Linked DNA regions of Danio rerio: region 1 is linked to region 2. A link is a contact called in public Hi-C data. All regions are on one chromosome and are shown on one strand. The core of a region is the stretch at or near the end of the contact, and the rest is flanking DNA. Distances in the headings are between cores, read along the strand shown. Region 1 holds the start of srpra (SRP receptor subunit alpha). Region 2 holds the start of bicra (BRD4 interacting chromatin remodeling complex associated protein).

Region 1 (4,989 bases), core at 1,568-4,067, 220 kb before region 2:
GTAATGTGTATGTACATTAAATCGTGATTCATTTATCTTATTTACATCTTTTACGAGTATGATCCGTGTTTGGGACACTTTAAAGAACCAACATTATGATTATAGGGGAACATTATTATAGGATGAGTCATTTTCCACCGCCACTGCGTCATTCTCAAATAACAGACACTCACCGGTGAAGCCGAGACCCGCTGATTTCCTTAAAGACAACTTAATAAAACCTACCAACTAGGTAATACTCAGTCATTAGCATTCAACAGTTTATTAGTTACATGTTTGCTTGTCAGGTGTGATGCTGACAGTAAACAAGACGTGTTGGGTGAGGGGCCCATCAGCACCGGCTTAGCGACCAACAAATGACACGTAATCCCACAAGTACCACACATATGGATGTCTCTATATAGGCTAGAATGATTGCCAAAACATACCCACATTGATTACAATAACACCTTGCGGCTTACCTTGTTAGTTGGTATGGAGCGCAAACGTTTAAAAATGGTGTGAATTTCTGTCTTGTTCGGTTCCGACGCCATCTTGCCAACTGAGCAGAGAGAAAACAGACACCGCAGAAGATAAAAGACCTGGCGGAAGTGACGTTCATGAAAATTAAAAGTCTCTGCAAGAGAAAATTAAATTAACTAATTGGCAGATAAATTTGTAAAGAGACATTGCACGTGTTACTGAATTGAATTTATAGCACTATGCTCATTAAACATAAATATAAGAAAAAAATAGTTTTTTTATGTTGAGCAGGAGTTTTTTGCAAATATTTTTTTTAAATTAAGAGAGCAACTTCAAATCCTGATTGGTTGGATTTTGATTTGATTTATTATTTTCATACAGAACATTTCATACATTTTCAAACAGAAATTTCATACATTAAAAATCTTTAACAAAAAATACATTTCAACATGGTCGAAAATAGAGCGGGATGAAACACATGCTTATTATTTTCCTTTTTACTTATCTCTTCTTTTTTACAAGGGACATAAGGGTTTTACTTGAGATATATTTCATCCTATTGGATTTTTATTATTGTATAGACACATTTAAATGTATAACAAAACATCCATATATATATATATATATATATATATATATATATATATATATATATATATATATATATATATATATATATATATATATATATATATATTTATATATACATATATATATATATATATATATATATATATATATATATATATATATATATATATATATATATATATATATATATATATATATATATATATATATATATATATGATAAAGATTAAAACATTAACTATATTAACTAGAACAATTGACTATAATCATAGAAACATAAATATTTTTCAATCAGAATATATAAAAACAAATAGGTTATAACTTATAAAACCCATTTCTGTTGAATATATATAAATAAAATGTTCATAAATCAATTATTTATTTGTGTATTTAAATGACAGTAACATTAATTAAAAAAATTTATTCAATTTAATTTTATAAAATAAAATGTAAATTGTAAAATGATTTTTTAACAACTTTCATCAATGTCCAACTATGCTAATGAATGTAATTACAAAAGTATAAGGTGTTAAGAAGTTAAATGGCTTCTTTATCAATTTTTTTCACTTCATTTTCATTTCGACTTAGTCCCTTTATTAATCTGGGGTCACCACAGCAGATTGAACCACTAACTTATCCAGCCGTCACTGAAAACGCTCATGCACACTCATTTTTACACACACACACACACACACACACACACACACACACACACACACACACACACACACACACATACACATACATACACACACACACACCAGATAATTTAGCATACCCAATTCCCCTATAGCGCATGTGTTTGGACTTGTGGGGGAAACCCGGAGGAAACCCACACGAATACGGGAAGAACATGCAAACTCTGCACAGACATGCCAACTGATCCAGCCAGGGCATGAACCAGAGACTTTCTTGCAGTAAGGCGACATCGCTACCCACTGCGCCACCCCACCACCTCTTTAATGGTTTCTTCTACAACATAAATTAAACACACACTATGACAAAAACATGATTTTTAACCATTTGTTTTTAAAATGTATGTTTAAAAAAAATAAACTATTATTAAAACACACACACATTTGGAATGTCTGTGCAGTTTATGCACCAATCTACTTCACTATCATTTTAAAATGTTAAATTTTATAGAAAAAAAATACAATAAATAAGACAAAAAAATAAAATAGAAAATAAATCAAGGAGAAAGAAGTATTAAATTAATCAGAAGTTATTTATTTAGTTATTGTTATTATTCATTCATTCATTTTCTCTTTAGCTTAGTCCCTTTATTAATCTGAGGTTGCCACAGCGGAATGAACCGCCAACTTATCCAGCACATAATTTACACAGCGGATGCGCTTACAGCTGCAACCCAGCACTGGGAAACAGCCATACACTCATTCACACACATACACTACAGACAATTTAACTTACTTACTTTAACTTACTTAACAAATAGCACTTAACAATAGCAATTACATTCAGAAAAAAGAAAGAAATAAGAAAAAATAAGAGACAAGCTAAATAAGTAAGAAAAATACATAAACAATAAATTAACATGTATAAATAAATAAAAATACATTAAGAATGATTCAGTGAATAAAAAAATCTAGATCTAAAAATGAAGTGAATATATAATAAACTCAAATGTATAATATGAGAAATCAAAGAAACATCAGAAACTTCAAACTCCGATCATGCGTCTTTTCCACGGGAAGTTGCGTCACTTCCCCTATGAGCCACTGACGTGTCTGATCGTGAGCGTTGATTCTGACTGCAGGCGAGCAGAGCTGCGCACGTTCACGACAGCGCAGGGCAACTTCAGAGCACATATTTATTTTTTATACGCGTTTGGTTTTTGTTGAACGGTGTTTGTTTTGTTCCCCGTGGTGTCGGCTTCATTGGTGACTGGCAAAGATGCTGGACTTCTTCGCCATCTTCAGTAAAGGGGGGATCGTGTTGTGGTGTTTTCAGGGCGCCGGAGTGACTGAATCTTTTACCGGGCCTGTGAACGCGCTCATCCGCTCCGTCATCCTACAGGTACGTTAAAACCCCGATCCCCGCGGCCTGCGCCGGATTATTACTGATGTATCCGGCCCAGCTAACGCATGGTTTGAGTTGTGAGGTTTTAATGTGACTTACTATAAAGTAGGAGATCAAATACAACTCTAATATTACACTACAGGTGCATTGGGCGGTATTTAAATCGGAGTTTTAGATGGGGTACGTTTGACAGTTACGTGAGTTGCGTAATCTCGACACCTTGTTCACACAGCCGGATTATTACTGATATGTCAGTTTGTCTGGCCCAGCTAACACATGGTTTGAGTTGCGAGGGTTTGATGTGGCTTATTGTGAGGGATAAGATATAAAAACAACACTAATATTGAACTACAGGTGGATCAGGTGCCATTTAAATCGGAGTTTTGCATTGGGTGCGTTTGACAGTGACGTGAGCTGCGTAATATTGATGCGTTAGAGAGAGATTCACACAGCCGGATTATTATTGATACATCAGCTTGTCTGGTCCAACTAACACATGGTTTGAGTTGTAAGGGTTTGACGTGGCTTATTGTGAATTAGTAGATAAAAAACAAGACTAATAATATTAAACCACAGGTGCATTAGGTGGCATTTAATTCAGAGTTTTGAATTCGGTATGTTTGACAGCAACGTGAATTGCGTAATATTGATGCCATGTGTTGGAGAGAGCTGAGGTAAATTTGGTTTTATGTTTGAATCTTTATCTTTTTAATATAATTTCATAAAAGTATTATTTGCAAATTCTAAATAGGAAAATCATATTAGCAGCCATTGACTATTAATGTAAGGTTACAACGTTGTTCACAGCTAATTAAACCGTGCTAATGTTGTTTTACTGTCACACGTGCTATTTCAGACCTAAAATAAAAAATGAAAAAACAGCACTAATATTGAACTACATGTGCATTGTGTGGTATTTAAATCAGAGTTTTGGATTGGGTGTGTTTGACAGTTATGTAAGGTGCGTAATATTGATGCCACACTGTAAAACCCAAAAAGTTAAGGTAGCTCAAACCATTTGAGAAAACGGATTGCAACAAACCATTTAAGTTCTAAAACTAATCCTAATGAGTACTGTCAACTTAATCCACTTGTGTAAATGCAATTTGAGCACTGAAAAACCCGATAAATAAAGAGAACTTAGACCTATTGAGTACTGTAAAACCCAATAAGTTAAGGAAACTCAAACTGTTCGAGGAAACCAAGTGCTACAAACCATTTGAGTTAAACTAATGAGTATGAGTACTGTGAACTTACTCCATTTAAGTTCAAGTAATGCGATATTTAATTAACTCATTACCTTCAAAACTCTTCTCAAATGAGTAGAATTAACTTTCACTACACATTTCATTTGATAAAGTTGACTGTTGGGTTTTACAGTGCATGTGTTAGAGAGAGAGCCGAGGTAAATTTGCTTTTATATTTGGAACTTTACCTTCTTAATAACATGTCATAAAAGTATTGTTTGCAAATTCTAAATAAATTTCAATTAAATAGTGCTAATGTATTTTGAAGTCGTACTTGTATGCAATTTTAGACAACGTTTTCAAAAGTAGCCATGTCATAAGTTGTCAACTTACAATTGTGTAAAGTAACAAATTAAAAATATTCAAACTACTGTTATTGAGTAGTTTTTCCTCAAAAATTGTAATTTACTAAGTAGTTTTAAAAATGTGTGCTTTTACTTTCCCTTGAGTACATTTTTAATTTTGTATCTGTACTTTTACTACAATACTTTTCTTCAACCTGCAGTCACTATTTTGTCTTGCCTATGGGGATTAGAAAAAATCAGTCCTGTGATTCCTGCCCAATCAAATCGCACATAGATGGTAAATCACATCGTAATAAACAACCTCAATACATGGGTGATTTATAATTGCAGCAAACTATTTGGAA
Region 2 (4,558 bases), core at 1,828-4,327:
TCCTCCTGGCGATCCCCCCAATATGTCATCGTCCTCCAAGAAGTCCAAATCAACGCTGACTCTTGGAAGGCCCGGCTCACTTGTCGACAGCTGAACCTGTGCCGGAACCTCAGGAACATGGCCCTGGAAAACACAGACAGACTTTTTAAAAACTAGACCCAGTCACATTTTCAGAATCATATGAAATAACATGCTAAGGATGGATTTGGGATGGTGGCACTCCTTTGGGACTGACTGCTGTAGTTGCAGATCTGGTGCACAATGCATCTGATTTGGATGGTGGGGTTGAGGAGCACATGCTACGAAAAAAAGGATGGAGCCAGGAGGTTGGCGCAAATGGGGGATTTTACTCACCCCAGTGCTGGAGAAGAACGAGCTGGACGGGTCACCTGAGCCATCCAATAGGTCATCAGTGTCCAGCTACAGACAGATATACCCAGGATAGGACAGGCAGAAATCACCACAGCACACAGACAGGCGTGTGAAAGCGACAGGGAGAAGACGCACAAGGGGCAAATAGGCAGACAAAGAGGAAAAGGCAAGGGAAGAGAAAAGTGAGGACAGTGCACCAATCAACCAGAACAAAATGCAGGCACAACCAAGTTAAAAAGCCAAGCAAACAGGAAAGAAAACAGGAGTCAAAAGACAGGAAAATTAGATTAGTATGTCATATACGTGAATTAACCAAAGAGGGAAAAAATCAGGATTGAAATAGAAATTAAGAGGAGCAATTATGTTCTAAAGAAAAGATCAATAAGCTTGACAACCCTTTTAGGGGAAGAAATGTAAAAATAACCCGGAAAGAATTAGAAGGATCAGGGAACTCTTGGTGGATGAGGGTGTTGTGTTTTTCTGTGATGTATCTGGGTTACATTATAAAAGTGTGCCCACCACTGGAAGTACTCACTTGTGTTTCTGATCCATGAAGAAAATCGTTGAGTGCTTGTGGGTCACTGTACAAGAAAGTTGTTATTTAGCTTGGTCTACAATGCAACAAAACAAGCTAATGACACGTTATCCTCTTGTTAAGTCATGACGTATCGATGATGTTTGCAATATTGTTTCCAGGTCCAAGCCGCTACTCATTTGAATTGAGAAAATATTAGCTTATAGCCACTTTTTAGTCCTATCTCATATTAAAGTGAATTTTATATAAAATCATAGTGTATACATCAGTCTCTGGGATTGCTGCATCACAGACACCAAAATTTTAACAATTTATAAAAAAATGTATCACTTTCTGGCCATCGGATTAGCCATGGACATATATATTGCGGTCATGATTTTCGAAAGTATTACATTGCTTAGTAAACATTTATTATTATCATTTGATAAGTCTCCCCAAACAGTTTGATATAGCACTTGGACCTGGAAGCCGCTTTGCGCGATGTCACACTTAACAAGTAGATAAACAGTTATTTGACATTTTTGAGGTAACATATTGAACTTACCAAATTACATCTAGCAAGCACCTGCCATCTTCATCATCCATGTCAACTACAGTTAAAAAACATCAATATAAAAAAAGTACATAAGCATTAGCCCCGCCAACATAGGTGAGTTTTCAGAATAAAACATCCAAACATTACACTTTGTAGTGAAATGTGGGTTGATTAACTCAGAGGAAATTAATATTTAGACAAACAGAATAAATTCGCAAACACAAAAAATATAATTACCTGGCAGTTTTGAATGCTACAATTTTCAGAGTAAATAAATATAATCAATATTGTTGAACAAAAAAAATAATGATGACATTATTAAATCAGACTATGCTAGCAAGTAAGTCTTTCAACATTGATAATTGTGTATAAACAATAATAATAATAAAGCAAATAAACAGAAAAAAACAACACTTTTGATAACATACTTACAATTAATAATTACTAATTGGTGTAGCCAATTATGTACCCATTTTGGTGTATCCTATTTAGGCCCAAAATTTTGTTTTTAGACAACATATTCGGATGATTGAACAAACTTATATTGAAATAGTGAGTCTTCCAAGAGAAACTACACAAATTAACACGAGTGAACATTTCCGTATCCATTGAAAGCATCAGCTGAACTTTCGTGCAGTCGTGTAGCGTCAGAGAAAGTGAGGGAAAAAGCGCGCGCATCACCTCACACTCTCTCAAACACAGAAAAATACCACAGGGTGTCAAATATCTCGATTTGCAGACACACAACCGCCTATTTTCAAGAATTAGTCAGACTTCGGAGAGTCGTTGCAGTGCTCAAGATCACAGTCTCGATCTAAACAAATCAAAACCACAAAATGAGGATGAGGTAGGCGGGGACGCCTCTAATGTTTGTTAGGGGGGAAAACAGTATCAGTGTAGATCACACCGACCATCATTGACAAATATCTGCGAAAGCTTCTCCTGTCAGACATCTGATTTATGTCATTTTGAAAGCATCACACATCAGAAGAGCACCACAGACATGAATGGACACTCCGGACCTGCAGGACACGGCGGTTATTTTTCACAATTCGCAAAGCTTTAACAGCTCTTTGCACTCCTTTAAAAGCAGAGGCTTTTATTTTCAACAAATATACAGATTTACCCGCACGGAGCGCCTTTAATTCGCCTTTTCACGCTCGTTCTGCAGCTGATTTGGTTAGCTGTTGCTAGCTAGCTTCCTAGCTGTAATATGTGCGTTTACAGACGCAATACGCACAAATCTGACAATAACTGACTGTAAACACGTAGTATTTAGGCCATACAATCGCATTCGCTGGAGCCACTTGACATAATTGATGAATATTTGGCGTTTGGGCTCTAATAGTCGCGATTGCGTAGCCTATCTTTATCCCTGCTAAATATGAGTTTATGTTGGAATACTCTTGGATCAGGGGGGTATGCTTGGGAATTCGCTGTAAAATCAACCTATTGAGCGACCTATGCAACTGGCCGGTTGTACGTCGCGGGAAACGCTGAGCTCTGCATGCGAGTGTTGCAGCGTTGCAATAGTTATAGAGAATTATAGAGAAATTGCTACATTGTATCAAACTCACCCGAGACGATAGAGGTGCAGGCGGCGCGGGGTCTCCAGTACGGCCCTGCACGGGCTCCGAGTCAGGACCCAAGCACAGCGCTCACAAGCAGGAAACAGAGGCCCGGCGCGATTGCCTGATTAATTAACAAACCACAGCGTTGTTTTGATTATCGAGGCTGCACGTACAGTATCATGCATCGTGCATCGTTATACGTTGTTTTAATATAAATGTTGAACATTGTGCTACACTAAAGTGGTATATGAGCTGTAGAGTAGATACACTGAGTATGAAGGAATGGAGTTCAACCTTCATATGAACCACATTACAACACAGAACAAGTAGTGTGTGTGTGTGTGTGTGTGTGTGTGTGTGTGTGTGTGTGTGTGTGTATAAATAGCAAATTAGAAAGTAATGCTTATATAATGACCAAGGATTATATCAGTGGTTGTCTGATTATTTATTTACTTTTTTACATTTTATTGATTATGTGTTGCTTAGACAACCTTTTACGAATCTGATCCAAAATAAAAAGGTAACTAATTTATTAAAAAAGGGTATATTTGCTTAAATGAAAGCGTTTGTTCATAATAGTGATTTTAAATTAAAATACATGGCATCTAGCTTTGTTCTCTTCAGTTTAACAGTATTTTTATTTGGATTATAACAACACTTTAACAAAAATTTAAGGAAAAGGGCATCAGAATATTTTTTTTCTTTTTTCAATTAAATTATAGTTAAATACTGTCAAGTTTTGTTGTTTACATTTGAACTCTTCAGTATATACTTAGAATAATTTAATATGAAACTACAAAATATAATACAAATGTTTAATATATCAAGTACACAGCAAAATGATATTTATATAATGTGCTTGAACTGTAGCACTACTTTTCCTTTCATTATTCACTTCATAATAGTAATTGATTAGTCGATTACGATTCCTATCAAAATATGCCAAAATAAAAAAGTAACTAATTAATTTTATTTTAAAAAGGTTTTAAAATTATTATTTAGCTTAGAATAAAATCATTTCTAATTTATAATATTTATTTTAAATAAAAATACATGACATCTAGCTATGTTCTCTTCGGTCTGTTCGGATTATAACAATGTACACGTAACAAAAATGGGGAAAAAATGTAATTCAAATGACATCAAATTCTTGTCTTCACCTTTTTTCAATTAAAATATTGTTTAACACTGTCAATTTTTGTTGTCTACAGTTTTGAGTATGCATGCTAATTAATTTAATATACAACACTACAATGTATAATATAACAAGTAAACTGCAAAAGAATATACATACAATGGGCTTGAACTGTAACACTACTTTTCCTTATTATTCACTTTGATTATTTAGATGATTAGTTATTGTTACAATTACTATCATAATGTGCCAAAACAAAAAACACAACTAATTAATAAAAAAGAGATTATTTTGCTTAAATAAAATCATTTCTTATTTAGGATAATAATTTTAAATGAAAGTAAATTACATCTAGCTTTGTTCTCTTCGGTTTAACAGTATTTTCGAAGGAATTATAACAATAAACACAA

What was found. A called contact is a pair of places that touch in the nucleus more often than the background predicts.
Region 1: a Hi-C map of hematopoietic stem cells shows a contact between it and region 2, with 1.7 times the contacts expected there. The contact joins the promoter of srpra here to the promoter of bicra in region 2. A contact is called at or near these places in 2 of 18 Hi-C or Micro-C datasets (caudal fin and hematopoietic stem cells).

What each region holds. Positions count from the first base shown.
Region 1 is chr18:47,809,226-47,814,214 of GRCz12tu, reverse strand. It overlaps srpra (SRP receptor subunit alpha), which reads left to right and starts at 2,817. Exons shown (of 14, transcript XM_692426.11): 1 at 2,817-3,090. The coding sequence starts at 2,968. arfgap2 (ADP-ribosylation factor GTPase activating protein 2) reads right to left here and starts at 549. Exons shown (of 16, transcript NM_001037430.1): 1 at 462-549. The coding sequence starts at 533.
Region 2 is chr18:47,589,635-47,594,192 of GRCz12tu, reverse strand. bicra (BRD4 interacting chromatin remodeling complex associated protein) reads right to left here and starts at 3,077. Exons shown (of 13, transcript XM_073929601.1): 1 at 3,020-3,077; 2 at 1,452-1,497; 3 at 908-953; 4 at 1-123. The coding sequence starts at 1,492.